Regions from separate parts of the Hordeum vulgare genome. Here region 2 is linked to region 1. A link is a contact called in public Hi-C data. All regions are on one chromosome and are shown on one strand. The core of a region is the stretch at or near the end of the contact, and the rest is flanking DNA. Distances in the headings are between cores, read along the strand shown.

Region 1 (5,078 bases), core at 862-3,361:
GATTACATGCACTTGATACCCTGCATAATTTGACCTATCAGTTTGTGCAAGAAGATTTCTATGACAACATTTGGTTCAAACATTTGATGCTATTCAGTTTTCAGTTAAAACAGAAGGTAACTCAGCAAACCACTCAACGCTCATGACTTCCTAAGTTGTCATCAGGGCTCAGGCATATGCAGTCATAAAGAAAGGGATATTTTTTGAGTGATATTGTGATATTGTCAATACACAATGACAGGAATATTTCATGATCTTCACTTTCCTGTCTTATGTAGCTACCTCAAAATGCTTGTAAAGCACTATGTTTCACAATTAAGTCCATAACGAAAGGTTAAAAAGGGGTTTTCAATATATCAGATGAACTACGTCCATAATTTACAATTTTCCAACACAATAGTAACCAGAAAAGGAAGTGGGAAATGATTTACACAGGTTCAAACATTCGTAGCAAAAAGAAATGATCTGTAAATGGTTAAATTGTGGATACAGGTAGATCTTCACAAAAATCTCCTCGGATGAATGATAACCATACAACTTCTTTGCTCGAACAAGGCTACATCCATGGACATGCCTCCTTTTTGCTGGGCCGCGATTCTGCAGGGGAAATGATGATACTCACGAAAAGAGAAAGTTAACATACCAACTAAGTGGACTCTACCTGTAAAGTTTTCTCGAGGTCACTCAATAGACCAGTCATACATGAATTCCCTAAAGAAAAGAGAGAGAAAACATTAATTGACTGCCAGGTGCTTTTCTTGACACGGACGCCCCGTTGATTAGAAAGAAAACCAAACAAGTGCTTTACTACGTCTCGTTCAGACCAAGAGTTCACCGTATCCTTTATGTTATGTAACTATGTCGCAAAAGCAAAGTAGAGCAAGCTTTTAACATGTAAATTGATGTTTTTAACAACAAATCATGCTAGTGCCTCGAACAAAAAGTTAAAAGTGGGAATCCGTAAGACCGTAACTACCAACTATATGAGAAAGTAATATCTACAAAATTTACAAGATGTACAATAACGACTGCCTGGTAAGAAGTTGAACAGCTGATATGAAATGATAAACATCATGTCGAACAAGAGAAGAGCCCATATAGTAAATGGAAAAAGGGATGGTAAAAACATAGGCAAAAGGAAGTGCAGTCACCTCTTTCAATATTATGAAGTATCTCCTCTGGGCAAGGTACATACAAGTACGGCAGGGCCTGAATACCAAAAGGAGAATTACAACTTCAGACTGTTATATTAGAAAGTAGATGAAACAATGTGTCGCCAGAATACAATAGAGATGAGTAGTATTTCAACTACTGGAGTATATGATACTCCCTCCGACCCATATTACTTGTCGCTGCCTCAGTACAACTTTTGTACTCCCTCCGATCCAAAATAAGTGTTGTGCTTTTAGTTCAAAATTTGAACTAAGACAGCGACAAGTAATATGGATCAGAGGGAGTACAACAGTTCATCAAAGATGATACTAATAGGTTTCCAGGTAAGAAGACATGTGTGCCACACTGCTCTTTGGTAATTGGCATGCCGAATCGAGCTTCCAAGCATCAAATTCGGCGCGCCGCACTCCCCATCCCCCTTCCCATGGCGAGACTCACACAAGCATACTGAAATGTGACGAGTGAAGAACGGTAATAGGTGCAGAGAGAAGCTGGTGCCCACCTGGTGGACGTGGAGGCAGGTCTTCTGCCCCGCGGGGGTGGAGCCGTAGATCCTGATCACCGGCACCTCCTCCACCTCCTCGCCTGCGGCGGCCACCAGACAGACAGGGAATTCAGCGCGGCTCGGAGGAGAAGAAGTTCAGAAAGGGGGCAATATGGGGCAGGGAGCGTACAGTGGAAGGGGCTGTAGGAGATGTCGAGGCCGGGGACGGGGGGCGCCATGTAGTAGTCGAGCGAGACGATGCGGACGCTGAGGACCTGCGAGGGGGTCCCCGGCGGCTCCGGCTCCGGCGAGGAGGGATTCATGGTCGCCGGCGAGGACGGCGCGGTGGGTGGGCGGTGGTTCTATTTGGGGGCGGTGTGGGTTCCCGGGCTCCGGCTCCGGCTCCTTCCACGGCACGCTGCTCGCTCCACTTGGGTTTGGGTTTGACTCCGTGGACCATCGCGAGCGGATGCTAGTTGGGGGTTTATTAAGGACCACGGCCCATCATCGTCTGTCGAAACCTTGGGTCCCTTTGGGCCTGTGTCGCCTATAACCCAGTTTGGAAATGTATGTATTTTGTGTGTTCCGTTTACCGCGGCCCAGTCTGCACACAAGATGAGGAGAGAAGTTTGGTTAGAGGAGAGTGCTGGTGCATCACATTTAAATCTTGTGGAAGATTAAGGTTTTGTTTGGAACCATAATAGATTATAATAATCTGGATTATGAACATAGATTATATAATCTGTTTTATAAAAATAATCCAGGTGGGTATGTTTGGAGGTCAGATTATATAAACTGTAAATCAGCTTTTAAATTGTACAATGACATGTTTGCCCTCAGTTTATAAGAAAAAATAGGAAAGTGGCGGTGACATTGCGTAATTCTTTTGAAGTTTACAAGGATAACACGTCATTTATAATCCATAATCTCATTTTAGCTGGGTAGAGGAGATTATGAGATTATAATAATCTGGTCATCTAGTTTATAAATTCTACAATATAAGTTGTCCTATTTGGAAATACAATAGATTATAAAAACCAGATTATATAATCTGGATGGTTCCAAACAGGGCCTAAATTTCCAGGCAAAATCAGATTTTTCTTATGGAGATTAGCAAAACATTCCCTTCCTATTGAAGACGTGAGATGCCATCAGAAAATATCTACAACTAGCTCTTGTGGTATGTGTGGTGCCAAGGATTCGTGTAGACACACTCTTCTCGAATGCATGATGTCGAGATGTATATGGGCACTCGTCGGTAGAGCCAGAAGATGCAAGCCAGGGGGACTACGACACTGTGACGGGCCCAGAAATTAAGATTTGCCGCGGCGATGGATGGTGATGAAGCTTCATTGTGTTGTGTCGATGGTCAATAGGCACGTGAAATACCCTGCTTTGTCCGCGGTCGCCCCAGCTCGCCCCAATGGTGGATCCGCCACTAAATACAGGGCTCTAAACGGCCTGCCTACACACCCACCCCTGCTCAAGTGGTGGGTCTGTATTGGAGTCACCTCAGTCGGTCGGGCCTCTGTTTATGCCACAAGAAAATTCCTAAAATATCAAAAGTTTTCTTAATCGAAGTTACAGATCTCCGACTATAAGAGAAACTGTGATTAGGCTCAGAAAAGTATCGAAAAACAAAGAAATTGGGTGGCTCCCACCCTCTTTGTTTCTTTGTCCTTTCAATCGGTTTCTTTTTTTATGAACATGTGTGAACTTTTTTCGCTACACGTTCAACATCTTCGTATACATGGTAAACATATTTTATGTACATGTTTACATTTTTGAAAATCATGATTCACATTCTTTTGGAAATTTATATTTTTATGTCTAATTATTTTCATAGGCATTGTATATTTTTGGTATACTAGCAAAAGAACCCGTGCGTTGCAACGGAAGAGAAAATAACACACGCTCTAAACGCAATATAATTTCACATGGCATCACATTTGTGTTGCCGACGATGGCCTCAGTGCTCACATAACGAAAACGTGTTTGAATGTACAGTCGTTCGAAATAAGATGAGAAATATGGTGTTTCTCCCCATGAGGTTTTCCAAAGATGTGCATGCGTGGTTAACGATGTTTTCTTTTCTCTCAATTTGGTTTTAATTTAATGAATGTTTATTGCAATTCCTATCATCGCCGGAAAGAGGAAAAAAAGGATGTGCACTACATATTAAGTTTGTACAAAAATAATATTTAAGAAGTATTCAACTGTTAAAATTAACATCCTATTTAGATTCTACACATTTTAATCAAATTTCATATATAACATGTTAAAATCGGAGTTACGGTTTAAAAGATATGGATAATTTTGTTTTAGGTAAAATGTGGATTGATTAACTGAAAAGTCAGTTTTTTTTTGTTAAAACAAAAAAACGTTTCGGCTGACTTAAATACGGATGACGGGTTGATTACCTGAAACATTAAGGGTTTTCTGAAAAATGCAAAAAAAAGATATGGATGTGACTAAAAGATAGACTGTGGGTTAATTATGGAAAAAGACAAGGACTGTTCTGCAAAATAGCCAAACGACAGAAGCACTACGTGCTTCATTATTAAGGAGAGATATATAATGCATACTTAACATGTTCCACATACAAATAGATTAACATTTTATAATACATGGTCACCACTTTTCATTACACGGGCGCCCATTGTTTTCATGAAAATATTTTTTCACTCATAATTTAAATTTTTCGTATTCATCATGATTATTTTTATATACATGGTTCACATTTTTAAAAAACAAAATTATCTATTTTGTAGTGTTTTTGTGTCTAATTTTGTTTAATGCACATTGTACATTCTTGTATACAGGAGTAACATTTTTATATATATTTAATATTTTTCAAATACATGATCAACATTTTTTATACACATTGATTTTTTTTGTATATACTATGTGACAAACATTTTTCTATGCACATTTAACATTTTCAAAATGCTTGATTAACATTTTTCAGTATTTTATTAAATATTCCTAATATTTGATTAACATTTAAAAAATGATTGATCAACTTTTTCGTACACATTAATATTCTTTCCTGTACATTTTTCGTATACATAAGGAACATTTTCTTTATACATATTTAAGTATTTGTTAAATGCTTGGTTAAGATTTTCAAAAAATTATAAGTGTATTCTTGTAATATATATTTAGAACATTTGGAAGTATATGCATAAATAAAAAATCTAAAAAAGAAAACAAAAAAAGTGAAAGAAAAAGAACAAAAAATGAGGCAGTGGCCTCACACGTGATGGGCCGACCAATTTAGGGAGGTGCCTGATGCGAGCCGTTTGCTACCAGTTCACTTAGGATGATTTCTCTTTCAGGAGTATATCTAGTGCACTGGTGCTTGTGGTGTTATCTGTGCGCCGGACCTCTGTAACTCATTTTAGAATGTTTCAAAAAATGT
Region 2 (5,078 bases), core at 1,214-3,713, 140 kb after region 1:
CAGAAAAGACTAGTATTGATATGTGGGGCCAGTCTAGATCCCGCCGGGAGTAACTACCGCAGGCGGGTGTGTCCGGGGCGTTACAATATGACACCACAATTGGCTGTCGTGACCCTCGAACATGAGACCTATTGTGAGCAGAGTGGTGATGCCTCCTCAATTGGTGAGCGAGCTAATCCTTCGCAGCGCTGAATGGAACATTGCCTTAATAGATGACGTTTTCCTGCCTACAGATGTCGCAACAATATATTCTATCCCATTGTGTACACGTAATATTGAGGACTTTTGGTCTTGGGTGCATGAGAAACCGAGGTATTTTTATCGATTCGGTCTGCTTACCGCATTTTAGTTGATACCAAGATGAGGAGAGAGGCCTGGTTGGAAGGGAGAGCTGTTTCCTCGAACAGTGAAGTAGAAAAACAGTCATAGGAAAAGTTGTGGAAGGTAGATGTCCCCTCCAAGTGTAAAATCTTTCTATGGAGATTGGCTCGGCAATCTGTCCCCATAGCGGATTTGCTGCATCACTGGCACATGTCTATCTCTAAATGTTGTGGACTTTGTGGTGCCGAGGACTCTTGGCAACATTCTTTGCTTCACTTCATAGTCAACAGATGTGTATGGTCTCTTCACGACCAGGATCTTGTGGAGGCTTTGAACACCACTACGAAACCAGATGCCAAACAGTGTTTATTAGCGATCCAAGACATGCTTTCTTCTGCATAATTCACTTTGATTATTGTAACCCTATGGGCACTTTGGTACACGAGACGTCAGGCACTCCATGATAATATCTTTCAGAGTCCACTATCTACTTTCAATTTCATTATGAAGTATATTCGGGAACTCGCGGAGTGCAGTCTGAAGAAGGTTTTAAGGGGATCTCCTCCGTTAACACAAGGGCAACCAAGATGGATACCCCGTCCAGAAGGAACTGCTAAAATCCGAGTCGATGGAGCCGTCTCCACAGATGGTAACTTTGGTTCTTTTAGTGCAGTTTACAGAAACTCTTGAGGCACTTTCATGGGCGCTTCAGCAATCAAGATCAATGGGGTGACGGATCCGACGACCCTGGAGGTGTTGGCATGTCGCGAGGCCCTTGCTCTTGCTACTGACCTGGACCTTGCTCGTATCCTCGTCGCGAGTGATTGCCAAGGAGTACTAAACGACATCACAAACTGCACCGGGGGTGTCTACGCCAGCACCACAAGGGAGATTGCGGTTTCAAGGGAGAATTTTGATAGTTGCACCTTCATGTTCGAAGGTAGGTCCACCAATGTTGAGGCACATAGCCTCGCTCAGCATGCTTTCGGCTTGGATTTTGGGCGCCATTTGTGACTGTTAACCCCTCCAAATTTATCTTGTATTCCTATGAACTTTGTTGAGTAATGAATAAAGCATGTTTAGACGAAAAAAAACCATTTTCATGGAACGGAAAAAGGATAGTTCAACAAATGCATAGTATATCAACTAAGAAGAAGATATACCCTCAAATAAATTTAACAGGAATGTAACAATTAGAAAAGGACAACAACCGACCGGTAAACAAGATTGCATGACTTAACATGCGTCGCCATGTTGAAGTGATGACCACATAAAGATCGATAATGCATGCTCGAAAAGTAAATAGAGTGAGGTGTGTGAAACACATTGTCATTCCGGCATTCATAATTGCCCAAAGTAAGGTACAAGCACCTACATGGATGTTGATACCAATCATTTAGTTTCATACAAAACACGCACACATGCGCACACACGCACGCACACGCGGAGGACACGGTAGGTCAAGGCATGGCGGCCGCCCTACCTTGATTTTCCTTGGTGCAGGCTGCGTGCAAGGCGACGCATTGGTGCAACGTCGTTGTCGGTGACGAGTGACAAAAGCCCGTCCTACCTTAACTTTTGTCCGTCCTCCACCACTGCACATTCATACAAATGGTCGCCCCGGAACATGTACTCTCGTTGTACACACTCACCTCTTTTTTGGTTCTTCTGAAAAAAGTAGAAACTCCTAGTCGAAAAAGGCCAACCATGGCTTTCTAATAGATTTAGAAAGTTTTGCACACACCAAAGTTGTCGACGAATTTAGAAACAAATGGTGAAATTTAAGGAAAGTGCATGACCTTGAAAAAAAGTCCAATAAATTTGCAAAAAAGTTCGTGATTCTTTTTTTAACGTTCATTATTTTAGAAAGAAAACTCGAATGAAAAAACTAAAAACCCTAGGCAAAAAACGAGTAAAAAAGAAAAAAACTGGCCGGGCGTATACAAAAGCTTCCCAAAACTGTCCTCGAAGCTTCTAGAAAGTTTCCATAATTGGGAGCAGCCTCCCCGCTTGAATATCGCGTGAATAGCCCGGTCCACTTATAGAAAATCTATAGAAGGCAGTGCGGTGTATTTTTTTTTAGAACAGAAGGCAGTGTGGGTGAGCTCTGTGTGGGGATCATATTCCTCGCGCGCGTCAATGGATAGAGACGAAACGCACACCCCAACCTGTGGTGATGGGCCAGCCCGTTAGACTGTTTCTTTGTGTTTTTGTCTGCTTAATTTATTTTATCATTTATTTTTCTTCTTTTGTCATAAAAATTATTTTTCTTTTTCCAAATTCACATACTAAGGAACAATTTGCAACAACCCTAGAATATATAAAAAATTCTAAATCTTTAATTATATCAAATACAAACAAAATCGTAAATCATAAAAGAAAACTCGTGAACATTTTTCAATTCGTGCAAATCCTATGAAATCACGAACATATTTGAGAATTAGTTAACGTTATGAAACCTTTGAATAATTTTATAAATTGGTAAACATTTTCAAACTCATGAATATTTTTTAAATTACTGAAATTTTTGAATTAGAATATTGTTTAATATATTTTTAATAAAAATATACTATCAAAATCGTAACCATTTTTTGAATTCATAAAATAAAATGCATTAACGTATTTAAAACTCGTGAACCTTTTTCAAACTCATGTATGCTATTTGAATTCGTGTTTTTAAAATCATAAACATTCTTTGAAATCACATATTTGTTCAATCAGTGGATATTTTAAAATTCGTGAAATTTTATGAATTGGCATTCAACTTTTGTATGTTTATAGAAATATTTATCAGAAAGCCTGGTAAAATAAATAAATTCTACTTAAAAAACTGCCGAGATAAAAATAATAACGCAAACACTAAGGATCACCACATGCAGTTGTTACGGATCGGGCCCGCTGGTTCTTGCGCTGGCGAGGAGGTGCGCGTTTGCTGAGTTTCTAGCAAGCAGGTCGCTGAATAATGGGTCACTGCACCGTGTACATTTTTGCTTGGAACTTTTTTTTGCCTGACGGTCGGCCATGATTATTATTTTTTTGCCTTTTTTTTTTGAGGGGTGCCAATGCTGTTTACTTCAGCTATTGTATACAGATTTTCTTATTTATCGCTCATTGCCGCAAAATGCCCCAGCAATAATTTCGTAAGGTTCTCATTCCTGGTTTTCTTGGTTTCATTTTTCTGTAGTATTTTTTACCGGTTTTTTTTATAAATGACCATAACATTTATAATGTTAGTTTTTTTTACCTTTTCAGTTTGCATTTTTTGAAGTGTTCAAAAAAATTGCAAAAGATGTTTACAAAAGTTTTTGTAAAGTGTTCTTAAAAATAAATAAATATTCACTTTTTCTGAAAAAAGTAAATTTTGGGAAATTAACTGAAAACGGAAAGTAAGTAGTAGGGAAAAGAAGTGATTGCTGATTGTTTGACTCGCTACAGCCAGCGTTAATGGATCGGACCGGTTGCATCATCCTTAAGCCTTGTTCGGTTGCAACAGATTTGAAGGGGATTAGAGTGGGTTGGGGAGGATTAAATCCCTTGTAAGTCAAATTTCACCTCAATCCCCTTCAATCCTCTCTAATCCTCTTGTGGTGAGGATTAACCGAACAAGCCCTTACGAGTTTGCTGGGCATTTTGACGCGTGTAGGTCTATTTGGATCCTCTTCAGCTCTTTGCTCCATGAACTCCACACTTCGAGCCCATCCAAACATTTAAGCTCTGGAAAGCTAAATTGAAATGCCCCACCCCTAAATTAATACACTCCCCTCTAAAGTAAATTGATAGCTATCACCAAATCGAATTGGTACCCACCATCTTTTCGTAAAAACACGTCCTCTCCGTCGACCCGGTAACCCTACGGACCACCGCCACGTCCAGCTTGACACTCTGTCGCGAGCCAACCCTGCTATTTGGCGACAAATCCGACTGTTCCAATCATATCCCCGTACTTCCATGTGACTTGTCCCCACATTCAGTGGCGGAGCCAGGGGCGAGCAGGGGCCTGCCCCCCCCCCCCAAAATGATTCAGCCGACATGGTATATATACCATGTAACTAGCTTACTTGGCCCCCCTGCTGCAGCCTCTGAGCCAAGTAGTAGTATTAGTGTTACACTTGAGATTGAGAAAAGGCTCATACTAAATTAACCTGGGCCCGTAATACTACTCTATTAATCAGCCCGTATGTTCGCTTTCCTTCCCCATAAGCCGTAATTAGCGTTTTGTTTGTTCAAATCGATCTCTACAGACTATAGCGGCGACAACGCTTGCCGTTTCATATGTTTAGCCAAGGCGACAGCACTCGATTCCACGACGTCTGAGATTGCTGTTAATTTGTCCCTTGTGTTCTACAAGGGTTCCGTGAGGTGAGGATACATATGCCTTGTCGTCTCATATGTTTAGCAGTCAAGGGGCATCGTTCCAGGCTTGAGACTTACTGCTTCCTCCCGTTCGATCTATACAGTTTTTTTTTGTGTACGTAGATGCTTCCTCCCGTTCGATCTATACAAGGCGACAGAAGTTCAAGTCTTCAGAGCTTACGCTGCGACTGCCGACGGGCGACAGATACAGGTTTATTTCGACGATTCTGTGTTTGATCAGTGCCTGTTTTTGATCCCCATTCCCCAATAATTCATGCTAATTTGAGTTTTCTATTTAACAGCTATGAAGAGGAAAACACGAACAAACAATGCAAAGATTAATTCTTTTTTTAAGCCAGTTGAATCAAGTTCTCAGCCTACTGAAAGTGATGTGCAAGTTACAA

What was found. A called contact is a pair of places that touch in the nucleus more often than the background predicts.
Region 2: a contact with region 1 is called in a Hi-C map of leaf, with 7 times the contacts expected there. The contact joins the enhancer-like site here to the promoter of LOC123424791 in region 1. A contact is called at or near these places in 4 of 6 Hi-C or Micro-C datasets (leaf and seedling).

What each region holds. Positions count from the first base shown.
Region 1 is chr2H:46,959,293-46,964,370 of MorexV3_pseudomolecules_assembly, forward strand. LOC123424791 (DNA polymerase zeta catalytic subunit) reads right to left here and starts at 2,112. Exons shown (of 24, transcript XM_045108484.1): 1 at 1,848-2,112; 2 at 1,676-1,758; 3 at 1,152-1,209; 4 at 662-711; 5 at 491-597. The coding sequence starts at 1,980.
Region 2 is chr2H:47,097,873-47,102,950 of MorexV3_pseudomolecules_assembly, forward strand. No RefSeq gene overlaps it. Among protein-coding and RNA genes, the nearest start is that of LOC123433741, 17 kb to the left of the region's middle. Within about 2 kb of position 2,464, at least 2 of the 3 cell types and tissues checked have open chromatin away from gene starts, as enhancers often do. A contact at or near this core is called in leaf, where this site is marked.